Regions from separate parts of the Mus musculus genome. Here regions 1, 2, 4, 5, 6 and 7 are each linked to region 3. Evidence: chromatin contacts called from public Hi-C and promoter capture Hi-C data. All regions are on one chromosome and are shown on one strand. Each heading gives the region's core, a stretch centred on a gene start, on an enhancer-like site or on the middle of the called end of the contact. The rest is flanking DNA. Distances are from core to core; before and after follow the strand shown.

The links. Promoter capture Hi-C pulls out the DNA fragments that hold promoters and counts their contacts. Hi-C and Micro-C count contacts between places; a contact is called where the count stands out from the background.
Region 1: a promoter capture Hi-C map of cranial neural crest shows a contact between it and region 3. The contact joins the enhancer-like site here to the promoter of Runx2os3 in region 3. A contact is called at or near these places in 10 of 39 promoter capture datasets (the 3T3-L1 cell line, 3T3-L1-derived adipocytes, the HPC-7 cell line and 6 more).
Region 2: a promoter capture Hi-C map of cranial neural crest shows a contact between it and region 3. The contact joins the enhancer-like site here to the promoter of Runx2os3 in region 3. A contact is called at or near these places in 5 of 39 promoter capture datasets (the 3T3-L1 cell line, cranial neural crest, hippocampal neurons and 1 more) and 1 of 115 datasets of contacts at active chromatin or transcription factors (T-cell acute lymphoblastic leukemia).
Region 4: a contact with region 3 is called in a promoter capture Hi-C map of second pharyngeal arch cranial neural crest, with 7 times the contacts expected there. The contact joins the enhancer-like site here to the promoter of Runx2os3 in region 3. A contact is called at or near these places in 8 of 39 promoter capture datasets (the C10 cell line, cranial neural crest, embryonic stem cells and 5 more), 2 of 15 datasets of contacts at CTCF or cohesin (large pre-B cells and pro-B cells), 2 of 484 Hi-C or Micro-C datasets (the N1E-115 cell line and bone marrow-derived macrophages) and 1 of 115 datasets of contacts at active chromatin or transcription factors (memory CD8 T cells).
Region 5: a promoter capture Hi-C map of hippocampal neurons shows a contact between it and region 3, with 4 times the contacts expected there. The contact joins the promoter of Slc25a27 here to the promoter of Runx2os3 in region 3. A contact is called at or near these places in 1 of 39 promoter capture datasets (hippocampal neurons) and 1 of 115 datasets of contacts at active chromatin or transcription factors (pancreatic cancer cells).
Region 6: a contact with region 3 is called in a Hi-C map of bone marrow-derived macrophages, with 11 read pairs. The contact joins the enhancer-like site here to the promoter of Runx2os3 in region 3. A contact is called at or near these places in 3 of 39 promoter capture datasets (cranial neural crest, hippocampal neurons and pre-B cells), 1 of 484 Hi-C or Micro-C datasets (bone marrow-derived macrophages) and 1 of 9 other capture datasets (embryonic stem cells).
Region 7: a contact with region 3 is called in a promoter capture Hi-C map of cranial neural crest. The contact joins the enhancer-like site here to the promoter of Runx2os3 in region 3. A contact is called at or near these places in 8 of 39 promoter capture datasets (the C10 cell line, cranial neural crest, frontonasal cranial neural crest and 5 more), 1 of 484 Hi-C or Micro-C datasets (bone marrow-derived macrophages) and 2 of 115 datasets of contacts at active chromatin or transcription factors (memory CD8 T cells and pancreatic cancer cells).

Annotation. Positions count from the first base shown.
Region 1 is chr17:45,401,214-45,405,168 of GRCm38.p6, reverse strand. Cdc5l (cell division cycle 5-like (S. pombe)) reads left to right here. Exons shown (of 16, transcript NM_152810.2): 14 at 378-575. Among named protein-coding and RNA genes, the nearest start is that of Cdc5l, 31 kb to the left of the region's middle. Within about 2 kb of position 1,443, at least 19 of the 459 cell types and tissues checked have an H3K27ac peak or open chromatin away from gene starts, as enhancers often do. A contact at or near this core is called in 3T3-L1-derived adipocytes, where this site is marked.
Region 2 is chr17:45,291,188-45,295,071 of GRCm38.p6, reverse strand. No RefSeq gene overlaps it. Among named protein-coding and RNA genes, the nearest start is that of Gm35204, 4.9 kb to the left of the region's middle. Within about 2 kb of position 1,936, at least 19 of the 459 cell types and tissues checked have an H3K27ac peak or open chromatin away from gene starts, as enhancers often do.
Region 3 is chr17:44,559,514-44,563,517 of GRCm38.p6, reverse strand. Runx2os3 (a long non-coding RNA gene) reads right to left here and starts at 1,543. Exons shown (of 2, transcript XR_876810.3): 1 at 1,412-1,543; 2 at 807-966. It also overlaps a transcript of Runx2 not described here.
Region 4 is chr17:45,241,225-45,245,073 of GRCm38.p6, reverse strand. No RefSeq gene overlaps it. Among named protein-coding and RNA genes, the nearest start is that of Gm41582, 20 kb to the left of the region's middle. Within about 2 kb of position 2,428, at least 22 of the 459 cell types and tissues checked have an H3K27ac peak or open chromatin away from gene starts, as enhancers often do. A contact at or near this core is called in the N1E-115 cell line and second pharyngeal arch cranial neural crest, where this site is marked.
Region 5 is chr17:43,664,599-43,668,733 of GRCm38.p6, reverse strand. Slc25a27 (solute carrier family 25, member 27) reads left to right here and starts at 1,520. Exons shown (of 9, transcript NM_001357122.1): 1 at 1,520-1,834. The coding sequence starts at 1,732. Cyp39a1 (cytochrome P450, family 39, subfamily a, polypeptide 1) reads right to left here and starts at 1,362. Exons shown (of 12, transcript NM_018887.4): 1 at 940-1,362. The coding sequence starts at 1,125.
Region 6 is chr17:45,156,223-45,160,381 of GRCm38.p6, reverse strand. Gm35097 (a long non-coding RNA gene) reads right to left here. Exons shown (of 3, transcript XR_385591.4): 2 at 1,358-1,554. Among named protein-coding and RNA genes, the nearest start is that of Gm35097, 11 kb to the right of the region's middle. Within about 2 kb of position 1,816, at least 21 of the 459 cell types and tissues checked have an H3K27ac peak or open chromatin away from gene starts, as enhancers often do.
Region 7 is chr17:45,339,295-45,343,473 of GRCm38.p6, reverse strand. No RefSeq gene overlaps it. Among named protein-coding and RNA genes, the nearest start is that of Gm35204, 43 kb to the right of the region's middle. Within about 2 kb of position 2,868, at least 29 of the 459 cell types and tissues checked have an H3K27ac peak or open chromatin away from gene starts, as enhancers often do.

The sequences.
Region 1 (3,955 bases), core at 194-2,693, 840 kb before region 3:
GTGTCCTTGAGACATAGGATATAGTCTGTATTGTTTTTTTTTTCACCGAACCAAAAGCTTGCTGTTGCTGAGTTGGCTGGCTGAACTATAGGCACATGGTCATGTCTGTGGTTTTCTCCCTGCCCCCCCCCCCCCTTTTAAATGGGTTCTGGGGATTCAAACTCAGGTCTTCAAGTTTGCAAAGTAGCTACTCTTACCCATGGAGTCATCTCCCTAGCCCCTACTTAGAGGCTATTTAGCTCAGGTATTGTCCATCCCCTTCTAGAGAACAACCAACCAAACCTTACCATTGGTTTAAGGAAGGAGGAAATAAGCTAGTCTTGAGCTTTATGGTGGTAGAAAGTGTATGCTTCAACTTAAATTATTACTGTAAACAGGCCCAGGATGCTCTGGTACAAGAGATGGAAGTGGTCAAACAAGGAATGAGCCATGGCGAACTCTCCAGTGAAGCTTACAACCAGGTGTGGGAGGAATGCTACAGTCAAGTCCTCTATCTTCCTGCTCAGAGCCGCTACACTCGTGCTAATCTTGCTAGCAAAAAGGACAGAATTGAATCACTTGAAAAGAGACTTGAGGTTGGTATCCATTTGCTTATATGTTTAAAAATCGATTATTATTGTGTGTATGATGTGTATGTAAGTGCTCGAGGAAAGCTTTGTGGAGGCAGTTCTTTCATTTCCTTCTAAGTGGGGTTTGCCTTGAATTCCTGCTGCTAGGCTTGCGCTGCATTCACTTTTACCTGCTATCTTCATTGCCCTTGGTATCCTTTTAAAATTCCAATTCAGTTGAAATTGTGAGCCAGTTAATACGTCTGGTGACTTAAGTACTAGGGCTGGACAGCTGATTGCTTTGTAGTTCTTGAACACTTTGCTGGGTACTCTTCCCTCAATCAGAACCTTTATTTACGTGAGGGAGGGAGAAGGAGTTACTAAAGTCAAGATGGGTCAGTGAGATCACAGCAGTGGGAGTTTTGATCTATAGCTCACAGAGCACCGACATTTACAGAAACTCAGTACATTTTTGTGTATCCTGCAGTTGAGTTAGAGTGGAGTTGCTATGCAGACAGTGGCTCTGTGATTTCCTATGTCTGTGATGCATTGAAGCCTATTAACAGCAGTGGTTTCTTAATAGAATGTTCATGTTCTGAATTCCAGAATCTCTGTAGACATTTTGCAGTGGCATGTAAATAACACAGACTGCCAGGCTGCCTTGTGGGTTCTGGTTGTTGTTGTTGTTTTTGACAGGGTCTTACTGTGTCACTATGCCTATCACTGGAACTTACTGTGTAGATCAGGTTGGTCTCAAGCTCAGACATCTGCCTACCTCTGCCTCTCCAGTGTGAATAAAGATGTGAGCCACCACACACAGCATGCTTTCTAGACTCTTACTCGTGGTCTTTAGGGATGTGTCTGAGGCCAAGATGGAATAGAGAAGGGAAAAGGGATTCTTCAGGACACTGGATGCAGAAAATGACCTAAGCTTCCTCTTTCATGTGATTGTTAGTTTTTCTTTATAGAAAGTAAATTTGAGAGTATTTTTGTTTAGGGTTAAATCTAGATATTAGAATTAATTGTGGTAGTTGGGGCTGTGTGGAACTAGAGAAATGAACAGGAAAAAACAGTGTCTTCTAATATGAATCTTTATGACCACTTATTGTCATACCTTTGTGCTTGTAGAGTTAGGAAATTAGTCTTTGTAATGTAATTCTTGCAGTGCCAGGGCCATGAGTGTTGTAGTTTTATGACTTCCAGCAGGTGGCACTGTTGCTCTGTTTTAATTCATAATGAAAGCTCTCGGAGACAGAACACGAGTGGTTAAATTGTAGGTTATACTTTGTGTCGTGCAGGCTTCTTTTCTTACAAATGACAGTTATAGATCTAAGGCCAACTTTGTAATTGATTGGTAGGCTGTTTGGAATGCTTTCTTGTAACATTTATATATAAATACTTCAATCTCTCACTTTGTTTGAAAAATCTCAGTTTGAGGTGGGTAAACTCTCTCTGCTGCAGATCAAGGACATCTTAATGTTGTTTAAAATGAAGAGGATAATCCCCCTGAATCTCACTTACTCTGCTGAGGCTCTAACTTGAATCTCACTTACTCTGCTGAGGCTCTAACTTTCATGACAGCAAACAAATGTCACAGCGTGAGTGCTGCTGTGAAGTCCAGTGACTCTTCTCTGTTGGATCAGCCCTGAGAATTCTGAAGGGAATAGCACAGCGAGCCTCCGCTGTTCTGTTCTGTTCTGTTGGAGAGGTACTTGGGTTGTTGTGAGCAGTCATTAAAAACATGTGGTTCTCTTTGTTCACTTCATACCAGGACTGAAGTCTTCTGTTGAACTGTTTTTGTTGAGGGATTGCTGATGTTGGAAGAATATTCATAAAACAGTCTAAAGTACTTTTTTTTCTCTTTTTGACTCTTGGGTAACTTGGCTTATTGTTAACCCAGCTAGTTAATTTTAAGGAATATTTAATCAAATCTTTCAATTAGTAAACTCTTATTCCAAAAGAACGTTTATTAAGTCTTCAGGAAGAAGAGAAGCAATTCAGAGATCCAAATAAACAAAGCTTCCATTTAGTGTGTATCCATCCATAAATCACAGCTAGATTTCTCAGAGCTCCTGAAGACAACAGTTTACTGGTTTGAAATATATAAATACTTTATTTCAACTGTGTGGTGATTCTTTCATCATCTCAGTTGATTGCTAAATTATAAACATCATTCAGAGTTCACTGTGAGGAGGAACTGTAGTTAGATGGTGTAGCTAACTGCTAATCCTCTACTTGAGGCTCAGGAAGGTGGGCTTTCTGGGCAAGCACAGTGCACCATGGCTGCCAGTGTTTGACCTTTGCTGCCATGAACTTTGGAATAGTGAATCCAAATTGTGGCTCCATCTCAAGCCCATCAGGCAAGAAAACACGCAGAGTTGTCATGGCTGGTGTTTCCTAAGCATACTTAAAAATATCCTCTGGAGTTTATACTGTGGGTCATTTTTTTTTTTTTGAGCCACCACTTATGTTTAATATTTGTAACTTGGCACTTAAAAAAAAATGTTCTTAAGATTCTTAAAACTGGGACTCAGTAGTTACAAGCACCAGCTGCTCTTATAGAGGACCCAGGTTCAAGTTCCAGCACCTACATGGCAGCTCACAACTGTCTGTATATAACTCCATTTTTAGGGGCTTAATATCCTCACACAGACTTACATGCAGGCAAAACACAGTGCTCATAAAAATAACAGTAAATAAATAAATCATTAAAAAAGAGATACTTAAGACTAATAGAACCATTTCTTTGATGCAGCACATGGTTGGATGTGCTTCTGAGCCTGTTAAGCATTGTAGTCACAGATCAGAAGTAAGTGGGAACCAGTCTGCATTGTAACTGAATTCGGGGATTCTATTTTGCAATGGAGGCAGAATTAACTGGAACCTTGTCAGACATTTGTTTGTAAAGGGGCAAGCAGAAATAAGAGCTCAGGAAAGTTGTGCAAGTACAGCGTACAGAGGCATTTTAACATGCAGCAGAAAGTCCCAGCCTTGGAGTAACTTCTGGGGCTGTTATGAGCTCCTGTGGGAGGTTAGAGCTTTTATTGTTTCTAGTATTTCTCCCAGAGTAACAGAGAGGCTCAATTTCTGTTCCCTGCCATGACTCTAAGAAAATGAGGGATGGCTGTAATTCATTGTAGAAAAACTTTCACCAAATTGTTAAAGATAAAGTGCTTTCCCCTTACTTACTCACACATTTAGGGAACACTGCTAGATAACTGCTGTGTTCCAGACACTGCTCTAGCCTGGACACATGACAGGGAACAAGACTGACATGTGCTTCGCTCTTGTGGACTTGGGTTCTCTGGAAGCATTAGCGGAGGGCCTCATTTTCGGATGATGCTAGCATTAGTCATTTCTGTGTTTGGGAAGTGCAGAGAGAATTTGAAGTGTTCTAAGTTGTTTCC
Region 2 (3,884 bases), core at 687-3,186, 730 kb before region 3:
CCTCAGAACAACAAGCAGCTGTGGGTGTCAGGTGGGGCAGGACGATGGGACCCTCATTTCTCCCTTTTCTGGAGTTGTCTGGATTTTTCAATGTGGAATTTACAATCAGATAACAGTACACACACACACACACACACACACACACACACACACACACACACTGGCTTTTTATTGGAATTTCACTTATTTCAAACACTCCCCCATCGCACAATTCTGTGACCTTGACTGTTCCCCTGCCACTCCATCGGTTCAAGTCCTGGTCCCTCCAACGCCCCCATCTCCTTCTGAGCCAAGGTTCAGTCATATCAACCTCATGTGGCCTTAAGATGGACTGTCACCAACACCCAGAAAGGGGTTTTGGAGGCAGAGAGAGAGAGAGAGGGAGAGAGAGAGAGAGAGAGAGAGAGAACTACATCTGAATACCAAGAACCGAAAGTCAGCAACTTTGGTCAAAGATAGAATAGAAGAGGCCCGTATGAAGGGCTGTGGGCTGTGGGGAGATCTGAGGGCAGGCAGGGGAAGAGAAACTTCGAGGAGTGGCCAGGGAGGAGAAGAAAGTGGGACCTCCAGATAGGAGCCTGGTCCCGAGCCGTGGGAGCAGGTGCACCAGCCACAGGAGGGCACAGCGGTGGTGGGCGTGGGGGGGCACAGCGGAAGGCAGATTTCTCTTCCTGCAGGATCTCCACTCACTGCAGTCTTTAGCCAACTCAGTGGAGGGCAATGTCCTCAGCTTCAAAATCACATTTTACTGAGATAAATGGCATGCATTGAGAAATGCCAAAGCACACACGTTCCTTGTTTGCACCACCATCTGAGATGCTGTTCCAAGTTCCCCTTGCATCTCTAGAGGTTGCCAGTGTCCTGATGTTGTTGTTGTTGTTTTTAAATCAAAATATGATTACTATTATAATATGGAAAAAAGACCTTAGAAAATTCAAGGTTAGGGATGAAATGTACTGAAAAGGGGATTAGAACCCAGGCCAAGATGGGACACTGTGGGAGAATCAGGAGTGGGAACATCTTACAGGCCTGTCGAGGAGGAACAAGGTCCCAAAATGCCTCCATCTTCATGAGGGACCTTAGCTACCCAACTCAGAGGAAACAGCCTGAGGCCAGCCCCATGGCGGTTGGGGTGACTAGTTCCAATACTTGGTGACCCCATGCAGATCACTGTAGCTCTTTACTTAATGTAGCCCAAGATGGCTACCTGGATGCAGTACACAGGACCTTGGCTGGGCAGGAAAGCCCAGCTAGTCTGCAGATTCCAAGACACTGTGAAGGTTTCTGTAATTCTCTGGGGCCTTCTGGTTTCTCTCATGGGTTTCTTCCTGCACGTATTGCTTCACTTGCTCAAGGCCCAAGAGAACCTCTGTCACTACTGTGGAACATTTTGGTCATAACTCTGACCTCTGTATCTTAGCCCTGTGCCAAGGGAAGAGAACGACCTTTTTCTCTGTGGAAATTAAGTGTGATGGTGAACATACATGATATACATACATACATACACACACACACACACACACACACACATATATATGCATATATGATATACGTGTATACATATATACATACACACATACATATATGTGTAGGACATCCATATGCATATGTATATACCTACATACACACACACACACACGCACACACATGCACGCACAAACACACGCGCATGCGTACACACGCACATGCACATAGCCTTTCTTCCTGGAAAGGTTGGAGAGATGCAACAAGGTTCAGGAAGGTCCTTGAATTTAGGGGAATCAGCTCCCAGATGAGCTGAGGTGTTCTAGTGCCAGGGTGCAGGGTGATGGTCAACGGTCCTGGGAGGCAGGACTTTGGGACGCTGGTGTAGGAGGCAATGCCTAGTCTTGGCAGTGTCTACTCGAGGCAGGGAGGTGGAGTCCTTGGATGTATTTGCAGCCAGGCAAGTGGTGACCACATGGTACTTGCTGAGCAGCTGCTGAGCTGCAGTCCCCTAATTAGAGAGGGCAAGTCCTGTTTGAAGCCTCAAACTCAGGCTCAGGTTCTAATCAGCGTTTGCATTCCAGCACATCTGGCAAAAATGAAAACAGCTGTGAGGATGGCAAGATGCAGGGGACAGGAGAATCTGTCCTTGCTTGTCAGCGTCCAGCAGATACCGAGCTCTTCACGTTGAGTTTTCTTTGTCTCCCTTCCTTTTAGGCTTTCCAAGGAACATGGTGCCTCTAAGCAGGCATGTGCTTTGACCCCCAAAAGACACCCTTTGCGTCACTGACAGTCCCTTTGTATTGGGCTACTGTCTGTCATTTCTGATGGGCTGGCTGGTGGGAACTGTCCCACAGACTCCAGCCCCAGGGCTGACAGTAGGTCTGTCTTCAAGCTGTTGGGCTGTGTTCAAGTCACAAACAAAACCAGAGAACACGATTCACGGCCCCATGGGTACCACTTTTCAGCTGGTGATGGGTTTGGCCTCTGTCCTCTGCTTTGTGGGTCAGCAGAGAAAGTGCCCACTTACACAGGATGTAATTTTAAGAGCTCCAACATGACCAGCTATCCTTTGGCTTGGGATAGAAATATCCATGGAGGAAATGTGTTAAGATCAAGGAGGTTCCTGTCAAAAGAAACAGCTGGCCAGACAGGGACAACCTGCTTTACACAGCTCATTATTGATGTGTAAGGCATAGAACAAGCTTCCACAGTCTCTTCTTGTTTCAGTGAGGCGGGACCTGGTGGGCAGGTGGTGCCCCTGTGCTGATCTGTGCTTGTCTGAGACTGTGGGGAGCTGCCTGGTCCTCCGGCATCTCCCCATTGCTCCTCTGAAATCTGGAGAAACCTGCTTTGACAAGGTCATGGAAAAGTTCATAATAAATTGTTCCCTTGTTCAAATCACATCTCAATGAGAGCCACCCTGACCGCCATCTTTCACACTGTCACCAGCCGCCACTTATAATGTCTGGCTTTCCTGCTCTATTTTCATTTAATGTGCATTCACTTAGCATACAATATATTTTTACCTCATGATTATTTTCTGTTTCCTGTTAGAAAATGAGCTTCAGGAGGGCATGGAAGCCAGGCAGGCTTTTACTGTGGTGGGGGCTAGGTATACGGGACGGGACATGTAGCACTAGATACCTTTTATGTGGAGACACTGGAGGGAAATATCTACAGCTCTGACTCTTGGAGATGGCTTTTTCTTTTCTTTCCAACGTGTCTTATGGAGATGGCTCAGGGGATGAAGCAACAGGTTCTTGGAGAAACTGGGAATCAGTAAGGCCCACTTCCACTGACTTGGCAGCTGAGTGTGGATTTAAAGAGTGAATAGTGATTAGGGAAACAACCTCCCACGTAGCCGCCTGACCTTTTTTTTTTTTTTTTTTTTTAATTTTTTCCCTTGTACCTGTACTGTGTTCTATAGCACAAGGACTTCCTGCCACCATTTTCCTCAATCCCAGCACTGGAAACGAGGCCTGGCAATGTGTTAGATACACTCCAAGATGGAAGACTCACCATTTTCTCATGCTCCTGATTGATAAAGGAAACCAGTGACCCAGGTCTAAAAGGGAGACCAAGGAAGCCCTGGCTTTCTTTGACTCTTAAAAAGTAGGCTACTCTCAAACAATGGAGGTTTCTGAATGACCCAGTGGATAAAAGGGAACTATTTCCAGCAAGCACGAAAATATTCTGGTTTTTTTCTTTTCTTTTCTTTCCAACGTGTCTTATGGACAGCACTCTGGGCTAGGTCCAGAGGGGGAAACCAGGAGGAACATAGATTGGGGAAACATATGTCCTGCTTAATTGGGGACAGTTATGGCTTGCACCTGGTGGCCTGGTCTAATGTGCGGGAGTTCCTCTTTTTCTGTTGTTTGTTTTAGTTTGCTCTGAGAGGGCCTTTCTACATAGCTGGG
Region 3 (4,004 bases), core at 294-2,793:
GGCTTTAAAACACACCCCCCGTCATTCAAATATTTTAGCAAATGTCCTGGCTTCCCTCCACTACCAAAATGAAAGTGAAGGTGAAGTCATTTAGGGGCCGCTAGAGGAGAGTTCTCACCCACCATGGCTGCCCATAGATCTAAATGTTTCACAGGAGACGCAATTAAACAGTAATGAGACCCCAATTCACCAAAGCATCGTATTTTCTGGTGCTTTTCATCACCCACTCTGCCCGGCAATTTAATGATGAGTTTAGGATATGATCTCTTCCCATAGGCACGGCTCCCACCTCTGCTATTTTTATTGTACTTGGGTCCTGGAATTTAGATGGCCTAAGTGTCTGAAAAGAGCATAGGCGAGGCTTTTCTAACCAAGCTACTAGTTGCTTTCTGCATAAACCTTGGCTTTGCTGTGACACAAAGCTGTTGGATAGAAGTCTTTAGGAAGGAGCCTGTCCATCATTTGATGGCAGTGCGCCTTCAAGATGGTCCCTGTGATATAACCCCAAGGAAGGACCCCAAATCCTGTGGGGCACAGCAGGTACTTCTTTGTTCTCTGTTTGCTCCAGAATAAATCCTGTCTTGTGTCATGAGGTACACATACCACCCCTCTCTCTGTGGGGTGTGTGTGTGTGTGTGTGTGTGTGTGTGTGTGTGTGTGTGTGTGTTAGTGTTATAGGCTAGAGGTTGACTTTGGGAGCCATTCTCAACTGCTCTGCCCCTCATTTTTATTCTTGAGATGGTGCCTCTCATTGAAATGGGGACTTATTTTGTGTGGCTGGGTGGCCAATGAGCCCTAGGGACCTGCCTAGCTCTGCATTCCTAGATCAGAGGCTCCTGATGCGTGTCACCATGCATGGCTTTTACATGACTTCTGGGGATCAGAAGTCAAGTCCCCATGAGCTTGCAGCAGACTCTTCATCAAATGAGCCCAGACTGTCCATCCTCCCAAGGTGCCTGGAGATTCCTGCAGGAGATACCATAGGTCTTGACTTAGATCTTTAGCTTTCTGGCAGACCCTTCTGAGCCCAACAGCCTTGGAACACACCTCTGCACCTCCCATCCCTTCTTCCCTTCTCAAAGTCCTTCCCTTGGGGCCCTTAAAGGCACCCTTCAGTTTATCTCCAGCTCACTGTAGGGCATCGCTGTGGGATCTGCATATCTCCCAAGTCTCATCTGTGGGATCTTTCGAGAGGCAATTCTTCCAAGGGTGAGTTTCAGGGGGAAGAAAGCTATGAGCTCTAGGGAAAGGAGCAGAGTGTCCTGTCTTTTCCTTGACACAGAGACCCCCCCAATGAATGCATGTATGTGCATATGTGTGGCTAAAAATCAGCCAGCAGCCTACTCATCCCATCTGCCTGTGAGGAATAACAATTCTGAAACAAGTCCCCCCTGGGAACACAGCATCTCACTTATCTGAGTAGAAAGATGAAGCTCCAGTATCTCTGAGGAGAGGGAGCCTGGCTTGGCTAATGGGATTGACAGCATCACTGCTATGCTGTCTAGGTTATTCAGCAGACATTTCCCATAATTGAACAATGGAATCTTCGCAAACAGAATGCCAGGCGGCAGGTCCTCTGTGACATCGAAATTCACTGTGAAGAAACTGAGATGTCATCTTAAAGTTGCACAGGTATTCTTTTAGGGTGTCCGCAAACAGCTCATTGAGAGATTTGGAGGATGGCTAGAGACAAAGGCAAGGAGAAAGCTGGTGCCCGAAGAAAGACCTGGGATTGAAAGATACTCTCAAAGTTGCAGGAAGCCGGGTCTCGAAAAATGGCTCAGGGATCAAGAGCACATACTGCTCCTATAGAGACCTGGAGTTCCCAGGAAACGTGTCAGGTTGCCCACAGCTGCCTGCATCTCTTGTATCCTGGAGTCTGACATCCTCTTCTGGATATCATGGGTACCTGCATTCATGCATATACCCACACACAGATACACATGTATAAACACATTTAAATATATTTATTTAACCATATGTGTGTGTGTGTGTGTGTGTGTGTAATTTTTAAAGAGAGGTGTAGAAACCAGAAGAGAGGGGAAATTAAAGAGAAGAACTCTGAGAATTGTACTTGTAAAGGGAAGGTAGGAAAGGGATACTGGAAATCTGCTCTCTGGCTAGTGAGTTCCGGGAAATGTTGTGTACAGAAGCTGAGGCTATGCCAATCAAGGCCTGTGACGTCACCTGCATCTATCAGTCAATCAAGGCCTGTGACGTCACCTGCATCTATCAATCAGTCTAGCCCCCACAGCCCGAGTGGATTTGCTTGATGTTGTTATATATGTTTTGGTGAACTGTCCTCTCCCGTATGAGAGACTATGTTAATCCTTCAAGTGTTTTCTCCATGGGAACACCTGATTTCCAGCAAGGAGCTGGGCACAGTAACACATGCCTGTAATTCCACTGTTGGAGGGGCTGAAGCAGATGGATTACTGTGGGTATAGAGGCTATGTTGGATAACAGTGTAGTGAGTTCTAGGTCAGCCTGGGTTATATAGAGTGAGACCTCATTTCATAAAAAATACTTATAGAGAAAAGAGTTTATACCAGTAAGAGTTTTTAAAATTCAGGTGCTTGTTAATTAATTGTTTAGTGTTTGTATGCACACACATTCGTGCGTGCAGGTGTGCAAGTGCGCTCATGTCTACTTGTGTAGAGGCTAGAAGAGGGCACCAGCTCCCACGAAGCAGGACTTATAGATGTTTGAAGGTGATTGGCTTGTTATGTGGGTGCTGGGATCTGAACCCTGGTCCCCACGATTAGACAGCAAGTACTCTTAACCACTGAGTTATCTCTCCAGCCCCTCTTTAAGTCTAGCTATAAAAGATATTTCTAACTTGCCTATCACTGTGAGGATAGAGTCTGTGTGTCATGCAGGTGGCTCTGAAGTTGGACAGTTTCGTGCATGCCAGCACAAAAGCATCCACGCTGAGCTTCCTCAAACAAACACTTCATAAAACAGAGACATTTCAGACACTGCGAAGAACAGCCAACACACGGCAAAGGATGCACAGTTTGGAGCCCGTGTAATGCCCGAGGTTGCTGCCTAATTTACTACTATCTGGCCTTTGCTACGCCCTCATTAATCTGTCAGTTGAATGAGCTCTAATTATGCATCTTGTAACCTCATATGCCATAGCACACTGTGTTTGAGGGGAGATAGATCTTCAAGATTTACTGCATAATTGTTGGTAATCTCAGGGGATCTCCAAAACTGGAGGGAAAATTCGCCTTCTCCCAGCTACCAGGAATGCCATCCTAGTCAAAGAGAAGCAGATGCGCATGGCAGGAGGAGCTGCAGTTTAGTCCGTGAGTCAGTGCAAGCTCACAGCCTGACAGAATGCGAGCCATCTTGTCATGTGGCTTTAATCTGCCCGGAGCCAGGAATGTATAGCACGCTTGCTTTGCTTTCTTCTGAATGGTTGTTAAGGAGCTTCACTATTACCTCCAAACTGCCTGTTGCATTTTGCCCTCCTCTTCCCTTGAGTGCGTTAGACCATTTTGGGGATGGATCCGGAAGTGAGGAAGAGGATTTGGAGGAAGGGAGGGATTTGAGGATACTGCTTTTTGTTAAGGAGGGTTATTTTGTTGAGACTATCTCTGTTAATAGTCCTCAAAGTCCCTGGGGTCAGAGTAGTGGCTCAGTGTGTAGAGTACCTGCTTGGCAAGCAGGAGGACCTGAGTTTGAACCACAGACACTGGGTGTGTGCCATGAGTTCGTGATGCCAGAGTTAAGGACGCAGAGACTGGAGAATCCCTGGGCTTCCCTGGCCAAGCTTGTCAAGGGCAAGAGCAGTTGGTGAGCTGCAGCACTCGAAGCTTTCCTCCAATCACTGCATTCATCAGAAGCATTCCACGCATCTCATGCATTACATGCAAGTCCTCACACACCTATGTTCACTCCTGTATACAGACATGCACACACACACACACACACACACACATGCACATACACATAGAGACATATACACATCCACACACACACACATACACACACATACA
Region 4 (3,849 bases), core at 1,179-3,678, 680 kb before region 3:
AGGTGGAGCTAATGCAGTCTGGGAAAGCTTCCAGGAGGAGCCCACAGCTGGCTGGAGCCCAAGAGGAACCGAAAGGAGCCAAGTAGACTGGGGACCCAGGACACGGCTGTCCTGACCTGCCAGGGCACAGCCGGGAAGCCGTGGGAAGCTGTGGGAAGGGTATACAGGTGGGAGGGGAGGGGGGCTGTGTTAGGAGAGAGTGCTCTCAACAACCATTCCCTGAGCTACAGGAAGCCCTGAAGACTGAGCAGGAGACAGGCATAATCAGATTTGCATTTTGAAAAGGTTATTCTGGCCAAAAGTGTCAGGAGGGGGTCACGGAGAGGCGTAAAGTGAGACTTGTTTCGAGGTTGGCAGAGACTCAGACAAGCCTGAAGTAGGGCAGACAACAAGCAAAGGAAAGGGGCCACAGGTTTTGCCACATCCCAGAAGGGCCAAGGCAGCTCTCCGTGAGGTGAGAAATGCCAGCATTGTCAAGGCCTCTGACCGTAAGCCGTGCCCTGCGGCTCTGGTGCGGCGATTCTTCCACGTTCCCAGGGTACCTTGCGGGTTACTCTGGTTTTTCTGCCCAGTGCTTCTTTTCTTTTCTAGGGCAGGAAAGCCTCGTATGTTTTAGGAAGATTTCTATAAAGCAGTTAAAATGGCTGAGGTATGGCTCAGTAACAGTGTCCTTGCCTAAAGCATACAAGGACCTGGGCTCTATTCTCAGCGCCACAAAAAGCAACAGAAAGATCAAATAATGTATTCTTTGGGGGAGAACCTGGGATAGTGAAGCCAGTGTCCCGATTCTGAGTGGAAATCATAAGGTTCACATTCTAGCCACTGGAGACAAGGGCTCCAAAAAGGGGTCTCACTATTTCCGAGACAATTGTGGGGTGTGTGTGTGTGTGTGTGTGTGTGTGTGTGTGTGTAGTGTCTCGTCTCTGATTAACCTGCACTTAACCCGAGGATCCATGGTTAAAGGCTTTGAGATAGGACAGCGTGGGTGGCTCAGACTGCCACCCTGCCACCACAGGCAATGGGGATCTTCGTTAACATGACTTGGTGACAGCAGACACCCTAGCCAGTATGGACAAATGTGATGGTTTCCTCAGGAAGAGTGGGGCCTGGAGGGACTGCTCAGTGGTTAAGCGTGTGTCCTGCTCTTGTCCAGGACCCAAGTTCAGTTCTCCATATCCATGTCAGGAAGCTGTAATTCCAGCTCCAGATGTTCCGATTCCAGATGTCCCAACACCCTCTTTTGGCCTCCTTCAACACCTGTACTCCTGTGCACATAACCATTCACAGACACAAATGCGTGCGCATAATTTTTAAGAAACAATAAAAAATTCTAAACCTTTTAAAGGCTCATTTTAAACTTTATTATTGAAAAATAACAAAAAAAAAAAAAGAACAACGCACCAGACTATAATTAATTGTAATTATTATAATTAATAAGGCTATAAAATTTTTGTTAAAGAAAGGAAGAGTGAGCTCTCTCTCATACACATAAGTATACACTCTTTTAAAAATGTAGTGAGCAAGAGGAAAATGTCTATTTGCACATCTGGCTTGTTCTTTAAATAGCTCATTCCAAGAAAGGAATATATTCACCCTGTCTTAATTTATGTTTCTACCTTTTTCTTCCAACAGGCCTGCAGGAGGAAGGAGGGAGGGGGCTGGCCCTCGCAGGGATTCGGCAATGGCCTTGGTATGCCGCTGCCTACACAGCAGTATTTAACCCAATTACAGGATAATAAGGGCTCAGACAAATTGTCTGCAAACAGATATGTCTATGTGTAAACCCTTGACTTTGGGAACATGTGTCTGGAGCCAGAGAAAAGGGGTGTGCTTAGCGAGAGAGCGCGTCAGCTCAGAAACCCTCCCCCTAAGTGTGGACACTCTTGAGTTCTGGACAAAAGGCTCTCCAGGTTCAGACTGCATGTTTGTTCTAAAACCACACACACACACACACACACACACACACGAGCATTTTAGTACAAGATGGAAAAATCTGTATCTTAGATTGTCCTGGGGGAAGGGGGTGCTGTACCCACCCTGAGATACTGAGGGACTCTGGTTGGCTCAGTGTGGCCCTCAGGTGGACTGCCATTCCTGGGGGGGCTGCCCAGTGACTCTCCTTCCCTTCCCTCTCAGAGAGTCTCCCTGATGTGATACCGACCTCAAACCATCCCTAAAGGCAATGGGCCAGGCTGGGCAGGGAGAGGGCAGGGAGGGCCAATTACAAAGGAACGGAAGCTTGTTTCAGAGTAGGATTCTCTGCCATCAGGCATCGGATGAAGAAGAGCTCCCCGGATTAGCAGACCTTGCCTTCCATCTACTGCAAAGCAGGAGCTGAGACAAAACTATGTGTCCCACACTATTCATAAGGTCCCTTGGGGGAGTAATAGAGAACGCAACTTATGGATCTGAAGGCTGTTCTCAGAGACTTGGAACTTTTCTGAAAATGAAGGTGACTGGAGTTCATTTTTCCCTAGCCCTTCACACCTAGAGGAGAAAGAATGTACACACACACTCAATGAAAGCAGGAAGCTTGCTTGCCGTGGCGATGGTGTGGTGGTACACTCGTGTGCGTGTGTTCCTGTATGCATGTGTGCATAGGCGTGGGCAGACATCCTCTCCCATTTTGCAAATTGCTAGGGTTCTGTTTAGTTTTTTTTTTAAAGGATTTGTTTTTGTTCTGTTTATGTCTGTATGGCACACGTGTGTGTAGGGAGGGAATGGCAGGCAGTTGGGAGGCACCCGGTATGGGTGCTCTAACCATTGAGCCACCTTACTCACCCCCGTGAGTTCTACTTACTCACAGTTAGCTGATTCATGCTTGCCTGCTGGTTATTTCCATCCCACTGTCTCTTGCTGCTGCTCCATGACAACTGTCTTCTCTCCACAGTTCGCTTGTTGGTTTATCAGACATGGCTGAGAGTTACCCACATGCAGGTGGTGGAAGGCTGCTTGCGTGTCCAGAGAAAGGAGTTCTGCCAACTTCAAGGTTCTTCTGAGGCCTGATGGAAGTGGGTCCTTTTAGTGGGACCTGTTAGTGATGCCTTAGCAACATTCCCTGTAAACTCCATCTTAAATCAGGATATCTCAGCAGGGCCTGGAGCATCCAGAGAGAGTTCCAGAGAACAGGCCCCGCTGCTTCCTCTCAAAATTCCCTACTTGGGCTAGGGACATAGTGCAGCCTGTACAGCGTTGGCCTAACGTGCACAGGGCCCTAGATTTGATCCCTAATATTGTCTAAGCCAAGCGTGGTGGAACATGTGTAATACCAGCACTTAGGAGGTGGAGGCAGGAGAATCAGGGTTTCAAAGTTACAGCAAGTTCAAGGCCAGCTAGGGCTAACATCAGACCCTGTTTCCCAACAAAAAACAGAAATAAAAACCTAAAAGCAACACCCGTGCTGATCAGAGCACATTATATACAGGAACGAGACCATTGTAATGAGAAGCCGTTATTTTTCATGATTAATATACACAAATGAATTTTTTTGACTCTCCTTCTGAACTCTACCAAGACGTTCCCACCTCTTCCTGCCTGCTTCTACCATCTAATTCAAGTACCAGAGAAAGAGAAGAAAGTACAAGGGAGAGGGAGTATTACAAGGGAAGGAATAAGGGCAGAAAGAGGATGCAGAGGAAGAGGAGCCAGGGTAGAGAGGCAGAGCAGGGACAAGCCTCCTGATGCTGGGGCCTTCAGAGGCTCATCAGATGAGGGGTCAGGCTCATGGGGCTTGGGGACCTGGAGTGGCGGTTGCCTGTCTGTGCCTCAATGCCTCCATCCTTAAGCCATTTTGCTGCCTGCTCCTTCACGGCAGGGTTCAGCATTCTTTCCGCTAATCACTCATGAAAG
Region 5 (4,135 bases), core at 271-2,770, 890 kb after region 3:
GGGCTAGAAGAAATACTAAATGATAAGAAAATATTATTCATATATTGTGTTTACATGGAATATGGGCATGTGTGTATCACAGCGCCCATGTGGGGGTCTGAGAACAATCTGAGAGAGCTGATTCTCTCCTTCCACCATGTGGGTTCTAAGGTTCAGTCTCAAGATGCCAGGCTTGGCAGCAGACACCTTTACCCACCGAGCCCTCTTGCTGGCCCTCCACCTCAGTTTTTGAGACAAAGCCTCTCTCACTGAACCTGGAGGGGTTGAGGTATGGACTCAGGTTTTTGTGGTTGCTGCAGAAAGCACTTCATCCACCATGCTGGCTTCCCAACCAAAACCACAGTAAGATCTTGGCCGCCAAAATATGAATAGAAATTAAAAGGCCAGCCAGTAAAAGTGCCTTCTCTAAACTGTTCAACATTCAGTAGCTGCTTTATGGGAAAAAAAAAAAAAAAAAAAACCCTTACAGTGGAATCCATTACTTATTTCCTCAGGGCAGGGAATAAGGGAGGGAGGAACTCACCAATAAAATAGTATCTGGTGGTAGGGATGGGGAGAGAAAGAAAGAATATTGGGGAGCTTTTAATCTGTAAAGATCAATTTAGCAAATCAAGTTTTATAAAATCGTAGAGTTACCTCTACTTGTGATACAAATTTATTACTCGTTTTCACAAACTGAAATCATGGAAACTCTTCTGTCGCCGCCCCCAAACTACAAGCTTACATCTGCAATGTTAATAAACACCCACTTAGAATTAACTGCAGGGAATTACTAACAGTCAAAAGACCTGACTATTTCCAACAAGGTATGTAGAGAAACAGAGTAGACGAATTGCCGGAAGTATGTGTATGCCCAATGTTCCAACACTGAGTTTAATAAAAGAAAAATTAGAAAAGGAAATACTACCTCCCTCCAAACTCCCTGTCACTGCTACATACCTTGATTCTTGCTTTTTCTATAAATTCAAGAGGGGCTTTCCCAAACTCAAGTCCAGCTCCAATCCAGGGAATCCAGCCTTGGATGCACGGGGGTCCAAGCAAATTCTTCAACCGAGAGAATAAGAAAAGAACACAGCTTCCCAGAACGGCGATTGCTATTGGTGAGAATAACTCCATAATGCCCATCTTCCAGAATCAACAGACGTTTGAAAACGTCCTTCTCCAGGGGAATCTCCTAGTCCCCCGCCGACTGAGGAAAATGCGCCCAGTTTTGCAAACTCTGAGCCGAGAAACTTTTTAAACAAATTCTCTTGCGTAACTGTGGTTCCTTTGCCCCGCCCCAGTTTTTGTGTGATTTTTGCATTGTGGCTATCTTCCACCTTCCCACGGCTTTCAAATTATGAGAAAAAAAAAAAAAAAAAAAAAAAAAAAAAAAGCTTTGATTTGAACTGGGCTGGGCTGGGCTGGGACGGAGGAGGCGGGAACACATCCTGAGGCGGCGGAGCTCGAGTAAACTAGCTGTTTGCAGCGGGCGCCTAGCTACCAGCCAATCAGAGAAGTCGCTGAGCCCCCAAGAACTACATTTCCCAGAAGCCTCTTGGGTGCGGCTTTGTTTTTCAGCACCTGAGGCCGCCGGACCGGTCCAGCTACCAGGCGGGCGGCGCCTTTGCAGAGCGTAATAAAGGCACATGGTCCTGACCTGACCTCTCTCGGGCTGAAAAGGGGCGGCGCCGGCAGGGTGGCAGGTTCCCAGGCGACCAGCGGTGCCCAGTGGTCCTGACTTGCTGCTGAATGCCTATCGCCGAGGAGGAGAAGCTGCTGCCGCTCACGCAGAGATGGCCCCGGACGAGCAAGTTCCTACTGTCCGGCTGCGCCGCAACCGTGGCCGAGCTAGGTACCGGCCGCCCCCGCCTCGGCCTCCCCAGCGAGTGGCTGCGGCATCGTGCTGGGGGAGGGATGGGCGGGCAGCCTCACTCCTGGCTGGAGTGCATCTTCAGAGGTTGGACCCTCGCAAGGATGTGGTCAGGTGCCCAGTAGGCCAGCTTCGGGAGGAGCGTGGATTGGAGGTGTCCAGGGTCCTTGTCTTCCCATCCCCAGGGATGTTGTCTTATGCCTGAGTGAGTACTCTTGGGCTCTTCATGAGCCCTATACCTCTCTAGGAAACATTTCCCCTTTCGTAAGGATGACCTTTATAGAACCATAATCCATTTGTTCACAGTTTTTTGGTTTGGTTTTGGTTTGTTTTTTTCTTTTTCATCCTCCCTGGGATCGTTTTTTGTGGTTTATAGTCTTATGCTGCCTCGGGAGTCTTTAAGATTTGAGTTGGGGGAAGGGGGACAGTGAGTCCTACCTTGAGGGACTCCAATTGTTAACCATCCCTCTGGAACATTTGCTTAATGCCAGTCAGCCACATCACTTCTCTGAGCCTATACCCGTTAAGGGGAATTCTGAGAAGTAATTTTTATATGTGGTAAATGCAAGGTAGGGGCAGCATTATTCCAGTTGATGCAGTAGTGGGTCCTGGATATACAATTGCAAAAAACCCCAGTGTGGCCTTCTTCCAGGCTCAGTGGGGTGGCGGGTGGGGGGTGGCACATGCAGAGAAAGACATTTATTTACAGCTGCTGCCTGTTGCAGAGAAGCTATTTCTGTGTGTTCCAAGAACATTATAGGAACAAAACAAAACAAGACAGATCCATCTGCCTAAGTGAGTTCAAAGAAACAAACAACAACAACAAATAAATAAATAAGTAAATAAACAGACCACCTAAAGTGGATTACGGCACTATGGCATGAGCAAAGGGTGGGGGTGTTGTTGTGGTTGTTGTTGTTTTTCAGGAAGGGGGCAGGGAGGTTTTGAGTACAACCTGTGGTCTCTGTGAAGCTATTTGAGATTACCCTTACATTTTTTTGTCCATTAAAAAAAGAAAGAAAGAAAAAGGAAAATGTCTCTGGTGCATTAGTTATTTGAAAATGTTATCCAACCGTCTCTAGCGGAGCTTTATTTATTTTTATGCCTAGCATAGCCAGCACACTACCTATTGCTTTGCCCTTTAGACTCTTCCTTTCTTGCCTTTGGCCCATCTATTTGTCTTCTTTCTAATCAAAGCTAACACAATTTTATTTTCCTTAATCATTGATTTTCCTAAATAAAATTCACCAGCTTCTAAAGACATCTAAAACGAGTCAGCCGAGTGATGAGCTGCATTAGTGGTTTGATGGCTCCCTGAAAGCTCAGTGGCTTGTCCAGAAACGGTCCTGTGAAATGTGTTGGGGAGAAACGGGTGAAGAATAGGGACAGAAGGCCAAGGGATCAAAGTTAGTTGGTAAAGGGGAGTTCACACTGATTCAGCACGAATGCCCCAGCCACAAGGTAACCAAAGGAAAAGGAAGGAAGAAAACATGTGTTCTGAGAAGCAGCATTTGTACTTAGAGCTCTTGCCTCTTCATACTTTGCTCAGTTTCATGTGTTGATAAGACACTTTTTAAGGTGTGTGTGTGTGTGTGTGTGTGTGTGTGTGTGTATACCACTGGAAACTTTTTAAGACTCCATATATATGCAAGATAAGAAAACATCTTAGGGACATTATTGGTTAGCAACTTTTCCAGAACCTAATGGAAAGATGTAACACATCCCCCTCCCCGCCCCCTCTCCTGTCTTTGGAAAGGTATTCATGGATCGTGGATCAGGCAGCGGTCACTGAAAATCTTTGTGTACTCTAAGCGATGTTCATGAGCTTGACCCCATATCCTTCTTAAGAGTTCTTCAGGGTATTGTGTGTACGAAGTGTATGATGGACCAAGTAGCTAGAATAGGCTTTCAGATCAAGATAAACTGTCTCTAATTCAACATATAAGCAAATTTTCCAGTTAACTAAAGTTGCGACTTACAAAGAACTCATGAATAGGCCATGTATAAAACTTATCCGTTCAGAAGTTGCCTCAGTTTGAAGAACATTGCTACCCCTGTATACAGAAGATGTTCCAACCTCATTGCATCTTCTCCATCTCAAACATCAGTCCTGTGATTCATTCTCGGGGAAGAAGAACCTATAAAAATCATAGAATTCCACTTTAAATTTGTTCTAAATTTGTATTAGATCTCAAATGATAGTGGCTATGGTCAAGGAGACAGAACGGGGATACTTGAAGCTGTTTCTCATTGGGAAAACTAAATTGGGTTTGAGATTAATTT
Region 6 (4,159 bases), core at 567-3,066, 600 kb before region 3:
CGGCTGACAAGTTACCCCTCCACCTCCCAAATGCTCACGTTAAAAGATGGAGAGGCTGAGGAGATGGGCCAGGAGGCAAAAGTGTTTGCTGGTCAATTGTGAAGAAAAGCCTTTCACACCCATTTCACAGGTGGGAAGGCCTGAGGCATCAGTGACTTACCTGGGTTATCTAAATATTGAGTTTTACCTTGTTTTTGTTTGTTTGTTTGTTTGTTTGTTTTTGTCATACTGTTGTTGATTTTAAATGCAGTTTTTATTTTCTGAAATACCTCTCTTTATTATATCTTGTTTTCTCATTTGCCAACCTAAGACACCCATGACCCTACATTACAATATATTCTCTTATAACATACTTTTGATGACTTGTCAACTAATTTCCTCTTTGTGTTTCCAAAGGAGCAGTATATATTTAAGACAATGCCCCAGGCACATGGACACATACATTATATTAAACTACTGTTTGTGAAATTCTTGCTTGAGAGGCCGGGCAGATGATCTAATGAGTAAAGCACTTGTCTTGTAAGTGCAAGAACCTGAGTTCAACTCCAAGAGCCCATAAAACATGGTAGCATGAGCTAGTAATCCCATCATTAGGAAGACAAAGCCTGGCAGATGCCTGAACCTACTGGGCAGCATGGCTAGCCGAGAATTAGAGATTCCACACCATTGTGAGACGCCTTCTCAAATATAAAGCTGATGGGAGCTGAGGAGATGCCTCAGTGGGTAAGGGGCTTGTCGTGTGAGTTTGGGGACCTGGGTTTGAATCTCCAGAGCCCATGCAAAGCTGAGTGTGGTAGACTGCATCTGCAGCTTCAGGGCTCCTATGCAGACAGGAGGCGGAGACAAGAGACTCCCAGGAAGCGCGAAGGCCCGCTAGCCTGGTGTGCACTGCAGCAAAAGCGAGACACTCTGTCTCAGACAAGGTGGGAGGGGAGGACACCCGTCTTCCACATGTGCAGAATAGCAATGCACACCCCAATTCAAACATGCACGCACGCACGCACGCACGCACGCACGCACGCACGTACTCACGCACTGGCAAAGAGTTTCAAGCTGGTAGCAATTCCTTCCTTCTCCCGACCATCATGGGACCTGAGTCTCATCAGATCATCACGGATGCTAGCTTTGTTTTGTCAAAACATCCTGGCTGGCCCGCCTCCCCCCACTCTGTGTAAGGCTTGACTTTGCCCTGCAGAAATTTTGTGTCTCAGTGTCTCTAAGTATGTGGGCCTCAGCCCTGTTTGTTGTTGGTTAGAATCTCCCTTTGAATCTCTTTCGAGTTTTGTATTAGTAGTGAAACCAGTACTGACACCCAAGAGCCCTTCTGAGATTAACAGGAAACCCCAACACTCCTCACCATCAGGTTCCGGTGAGCCAAAGTCTCTGTAAATATGGCTGCAGTATTCCTTGGGTTCACCTTTACATTGCTTTCCTCTAATGTGAGGCAAAACAAATCACTGCTTCAGGGGTGTAGGGACACTCACGAGATCCTTTCCTCCAGCAGAGGAGAAGAAAATAGAAGAAAAAAGAAGGAAATGGTGTCATCCCTCTGCACTGTAAAGAGAGGGAGTACAGAGATATCAGCTTCCGAAGAGAATCTCTCCCTCCTGGGGCGTCACTCAAATTTTTCTCCTCAGGACCTGGAATGTAGCTTAAGGGGTGGGGGTGGGGATGGAGTCAGAGAAAAAGCAGAAAACTTTTAGAAGCAAGCCGGCTTCTAAAGGAATCCAGACCCGGGGAGTGCTGAACTCTGTCGCCCTAGGCAGTCCAGATGTGGGTAGCTACAGCAATGGCTGTCCCAGGGGCCCGGACTTCATGCTTCAGACTCCTGCTGTTGGCATCGCAGACAACAAAGCCGGTAGCCGGTTTGCTGGCCCATGTGGCGGTGCTAACAGTTGCCAGCTGGAGAGCAGGCCAGTCTGGTGGCATGTGGGGCACAGGTTTCCCTGACTTCCACCTTCTCCGTGGACTGCTCGGTGTCACGTGACTCTAGACCCTCGCTGGAGGCCTACGGGGGAGGGGGGTGTCAGTGGCCTAGGCAGTGAGCACCCGGGGGCCCATCTGGTAGAGTAGGGATGAGTATACCCTCAGAGGCCCTGCCCCTACCACTGAGCCAACCATCTGGAAGCGACCCAGCTATCTGCCAGTAGCTTCGAGGAAAGGGTGTTGACAAGGCATCCCATCTAGTACTATTCTTGGCTCAACAGAAAACAGAGCACAGTAGTCAGAAACCCGTCAGGCCACATCACTTACTATCCTGGAGACCTCCAGCAAATTATTTAAGCATTCCAAAAAAAAAAAAAAAAAAAAAAATCTCACTTTCCCCCCTCGTAAAATACTGATAATATGTTCCTAAGTCATTGCAGATGGTGGCCATCTTGGTCAATGGTGATTTTTCTCTCCAATTTGTTCAGGTCAAAACCAAGTTTTCTGGCTGCACTGTAACTCAGTGGTATAGCACTTATCTTCCATGGTCTAGTTCCCTGGGTTCAATTCCCCAACATGCCACAAAACATGTTAATACAGTACTTGGATCAAGGGACTGTGATATGGTTCAGGCAATCAAGTGCAGGCCTTGCAAGTGTGGATACCTGAGTGTGTAGTTCCAACACTCGGGGAAGAGAGCCAGGCATGGGGCCATGTACCAGAAATTCTAAAATCTGTTGGCAAGCTGGTCTTGCCAGATTCCTAACCTCAGTGGAAAAATCCTGGGTCGAAAAATAAGGGGGTAGGGGAAAGGCTGAGGAAGATACAGGACATCAAGTTTTGGTCTCTACACGCGTGCACACGGACACAGACACATCCGTGTACCATGCACCATACACACCATAGACCATACATGCATCTTTGGTTTCATAAAATACAGATTAGATTTCTTTTCTTGGTTTTTCTGAGAGAAAATAAATACTGTCTTCATCAGCGTATCTTACCAGGTGTTGTCTTCAAAATATCGATTGCATAGTCACAATCCCAGCATTTCTCTGGACTTTTGCTGCTCTCTCTCTGGTCTAAGCCTCCCATCATCTGGTGCCTACAAGTTTCAGTCTCCTTGGTCTCTCCTGCAGCCTGTTATTTACATAGCAACCAGAATAATCCTCGATAGAATATAACGTTAGGTCCCCTTTATCACATGCTCCAAGGACATCACCATGTCTGACGATGTTCATCTCAGCCTGAGGGGAGCGAGCCATCCTCTCCCCTGGTCAAGCCTTCTTATGACATTAGCCCAAGTTGACTTCCTAATGACTCTGCAGTGGGCCTTGGGCCAACCTCTCAGCTAAGACTGAACCTCCAAAACTGTTAAGTGCTTAGGGATAAATTATTACAAAACACTCAACAATTATACAGATTGTGTTTTTGATATCTTGCCTGACAAGTGCCTTCAAATAGATGTAACCAAAGCTTCAGTGCTAGCAGGTCTAACAAACTAGGCTTAACCATCTGTCCCAACGCCACACTAACAATGAAACACACTGTTAACACATATAATAATCAACTCATTTGGAGGAAGAATAAAGAAAGGGAATCCAATAATCTCTAAGTCATCTTTGGGTGCTGATGTGAGTTTTAAGTAGAGGAATAATGGGACCAGGACAAGAGGTATTAATTGGTTCTTGTCAAGCTGTGGTCTCATCTTTTATGGCCTCAGCCATAGTACTGTAAATTATATATACTATAAATTATGGGGCCATAGCCCCATAAATTATTACTTTACTCATTACTGACATTGTCCTTCCAAGGGAACCAATGTGGTTCCTGCAAGATGATCTGTTCCAGGGTGTAGTCACTCACCATATATAATTGCCCTCATCCGAGGCAAGGTGGTCTTTCCTGCAAGACTTGATGCTTCTGGACTTACAAGTGTTTAATAAGCAGTGACTTATTTTTTGTGTCTTCAGTCTTGAAGGGAAATGAGGTAGGTCAGGTGGACAGACACTCCTTCGAGATAACCATGCAGAATCAAGCAGAAGGTTGTGCCAAAGTCAAGGAGATAGCACAGAGGAAAAGCAGAGATGCTGGGCCTTCATCCTGCTCTTCCTCCGTGGGCTCAGCAGGAATTAGCTCTTTTGTGAATGTGACATCATCCTAGAGTTTATTACAAGAGTGGCTTTGGATGTTGAAAGTAAGTAGTAGCTAAAAAGACATGGGAGGGTGTGTT
Region 7 (4,179 bases), core at 1,619-4,118, 780 kb before region 3:
CTCCTGAGTGCTGGAATTAAAGGTGTGTGCCACCACGCCTGGCTACAATTGTATTTCTTAGTGAGAGGTCTGTCTCCCTGGAAGACATCCTTCCACATCCTTCTCTAGGTCAGCACATTCTATAGCTCCTAGCATTGGGCCAGCAGCTCTTGGGTCAGAGCTGAGGTCTCTTTTGTCCCTCAATAATACACTGTACCCTCTCTCATTATAGCCTTCACCACACAGACAGTCTGGGTGACATCTTCTGCACCTGTTCCAGTTGATGGAAACCATATATGCTCATCTTGACAGATGGCTTCCCGGGGATGGTCCACAACCCTAACTCTCTGTGCCCCTTGAAAGGCTCACTTGATGAAGTTCACAGAGTGCCTACTGATGACTTAGCATTCCTTTGATCAAGAGGAGCCAGACCCAGTTCATCTGAGGGGAGGCAGGCTCCAGAGGATGAGGCCAGAATGGAGGTAGGCTGGGGGAGAATCAGTGGAAGAATGTGCAAACTGGAAAGCAGCAGGAGACCCTGCCAGCCATCTGATCCCTAGCCAGAGAGAAAACCCTGGCAAGCCATGGTGGCATGAGACTGCTTTCGGAGTCTGATCAAATAAAACAGCATTTGAGTAAGTCCATATTTTACCTCTAATGTCTCCCATGTTCTTTCCCATCCCGAGGTCCTTACAGATGGTACAATGGCAGTTAAGTGGCAGGGAGGTACACTCTCTTATCTCCCTGCCATCTTGATCTCAGTCCCTTTCTGTCCTGGCTAGGCTCATCTTTTTTGTGCTTAGAACGCCTGGGCTTATGTCTCTATCCTGGGGCCCATCAAGGCCACAGACCAGGCTAGAAAGGCAACTTCTGCTTTCCAGTCCCCACTACACCCCAGGTAGAGCTGGGGTGGGGCTCAGTGTGGCCGCCTGTTACTGTGTTGCTGCACCGTCTAGTTCTTGCTTTAAAGGGGACTCAGTTTCCCCTCTGAAGCCTGTAAGGAGATGTCTGTTTTGTGGAAAGTAAGGAGCTAAGACGTGAAAGATGTTTAGTATCTCCTGACTCTGTTTCTCGCCCTGTGGCTGGGAGGTGGGCCTTTAGGAAGATGGAAAGAGAAGAGGACATACATGCTTATAGCATGTCAAAGTCTACATAGATCAAAGTGAGGACGGGCATCCGGCTGTCCTGAGGCTGCAGACTGAAATGCAGAGCGAGGTTCAGAAGACTTGACGTGGGAACCACAAAATTAGCATAGCAATTTTCTGACAAAGAGAAAGGCTGCTGTGCCCCCTCCCATCTCGGGAGTCCGAGCTTCTGTTAGAAAACCTGTGCAATACAAAAACTGAGAAAGCCCGTGTGGCATGCAAGAGACCTACAAAGCCCCAGGACTGTTAGCATCTAACATTCTCTCTCCATTGAAAGTATATTCTTTCCTAAATGCTACTGTTTGGTACCCACTGCCACACAGTATCTGCCAATATCAGTCCTACTCCTGAAATCTGCCAATCAGTAGCAACCCTGAGATACTAGAATGACAGACACTCTTCTCCCAACTTTTTATAAGGAGGACACCAATATCTTAGTCCACTGTGAAGTTCCCGAGACCCTGGTAGCAAGAAGCAGATCAACAAATAGACTGCATTATTAGCCTAGGGTCACACAGCACAGGATCCTTCGGGAACAAAGAGACAAATCTGCAGAAATGAATGTACAACTGTGCTGAAGCGTGGGTGGAGCCAAAGGCTCTGATCTAATTGGAGAGCCCGTCTTAGCGTCTCTGTCTCAACAGCATTATTCTTTCTCTCTGGGAACAAGAAGGGCCCCTCTAGACACAGGACCTTTCTTTTTCTCCCTTTCCCTGTTCGATTTTTATAATAGGGATTAAACACAGGGTCCCACATGTGTTAAACAAGGATTAAAAAAAAAAAACTCTACATTTGGTCATTCTTCGGGGCAGGAAAACTTACGTTGCTGTCCAGAGAGGGGATGTATTGTAGCCTGAGGTAGGATAGGCCTGAGTGAGGGATCTGAGGTTGTTTAGAGAAGGATGCACATCCATATTACACAAAGGTAAAGGATCGGGGCTGCCTAGTGCATTATTACAAGAGGGTCTGTGCATAATTGAAAACCAATAGGGTCCCAGGCTGCTGTTACTCCCTGAGTTTCCCACTTTGGGGTAGCCCTTCCTGGTACTCAAATATTGCATTGGAATTAGACTGTCTGGGAAAGGATGTAACCACAATAGAGACAGCTGTCTGTAGTAAGGCCCTGGCTAGGAGCTGACAGCGGAGTGGCTGTCCACTGCCCCCGTTTCTAGCCATCCCACTGTGCAGTAGGTAATCTCTTGAAGAGCATATGGGTAACACATGACAGTGTCTACTGCTCAAGGTGTTTTACCTCCCAGGACGGTGAGTCTCTCTGATGAGTCACCCATGCTTTACTTGTATCAAAGCATTTATGACCCATGGTTACAGGTTGTTAAACATTGGGCTTGCAGGCCATTGCCAGCTCAGACGGGGCTGTCCTGGGGGTGGGGATGTTTCTACAGAGAGAGTGATAGGTGCTTTCTTGGTCTATTAAAGGGTCCTGAGGTCCTGTAATGTGGGCTGAGCACCCATCCCAGTGAAGCCCTGAGCAGACCCTAAGCCTTTCTTGGGGGATCTACCCAATATGGCTACTCACAACCTGCTTTTGGGGGTACCCGTGCTTTGCCAATAGCCCTGTAATTTCAAAGTTCCCCCCACCTCCATGGTCTCCTGGATCTGGGGGTGGAGGTTGGAACTGCTGAAGGGCTTGGTGGTGCAGGTCCCAGCAGTTAAGGTGACGGTTATGGCTTGGCCATTACTAGTGTTTTTTCCTTTGGAAGGGCAGCACAAAGCAAATACAGGTGCATTACTCTGGGAACTCAGAGGGAGGGCAAAGGGCCCTTCCCAGCCTCCCCATCTGTGCCAGGGCAGCCCAGGGCTGGCTGCCACGTGGAATGCTTTTGGTCCTGAGGATGATAGCAAGTGGAAGTGCATTGTAGGTGCAGAGGAACTCAGGATGGGGCTCTGAGGGGGTGCGTCCTCTGGAGAAGCCGAGGAAACATAGGGTGCAGGCATAAGCACCCAGGTGAAGGGGACACGGCTTGATTTGCTCCTCACATCTTGAAGGAGCCCAGAGTGGAAGAACCTTGTCCTAGAAAATTCTGGGCAGTAGCATAGATCTCTGCAGCTCTCAGGTTTTTCTTCTTCTTCCCTGGGCTCTGACTGTCATGGGAAGCTTGCTTTGATGTCCTCTGAGGCTCTGTCTCCTTGGCAGGTTCCAATCATCTTGGCTGTTCCCTTCTCCCTCCCAGGGTTAGAGAACATAGGCTGTAACTGGAAACTGCCCCCACAAGCCTGTGACACCCATTGGGGCCTTTATGGTCTCATCCCTGTGTCTCATGCCTCTGCTTGTTTCTCCACTCCCAGCCCGCCCCAGGATGCCTTTCTGGCTCTGCTTGCTATCTACCGTGACTGCCCAGCCAGCCTCTGCTGGTCCTTGCCAACAGATGAGGGCTGCTCACCCTGCTTGCTTCAGTTTCAAGGCATTTCCATCCTTTTGCCCAGTGACTATGACTCTTGATGATGAAAATAATAACAGCAACAAAGACAAAACTAGCCTGCTGAGGGTTGGGGACATTACGTAACTTGCCTAAGGTCCTGTAGTCAGAACCGAGGCTGGATAGGAGCTGCCTGGCTCTGAAGGGTATCACACGTTAGCTGTGTTTTTCTCCCCTGGATACTGGGACCCCCATCACACCCTTGATGGAAGCCATCCCCCATATTCAGGTTGGGGAGATGGAATCTCAGAGTCTCACTCCACAGTCTTCCATAACTACTGCCTTGCTGTTTCCCCTGACAACCTGTTTTCTCTTCTTGCTCCTGCTCAGAACCTCCTCCAGCCGTCTCTGGCCACTCGCTGCGTCACACGAAGCCTCATCTAGATAATTTTCCACTTCACACCGCAAAGAATAACAGAGCCAGGGGCTATTTGTGTAGGGAAAACTCCTCATAGCCAAGTGGCCCCGTGACCACGCTGGGCAGACAGTGGCTGCAGGGCATGGTGGCTGCAGGAGCTGGAAGAAATTAACTCCGGTGTAGATTTCCACTCATCCCTGGCTACTACGTTCGGGGTGGAGTTTCCATATTTCCTGGCCATCTGAATCCACTTCTGAGT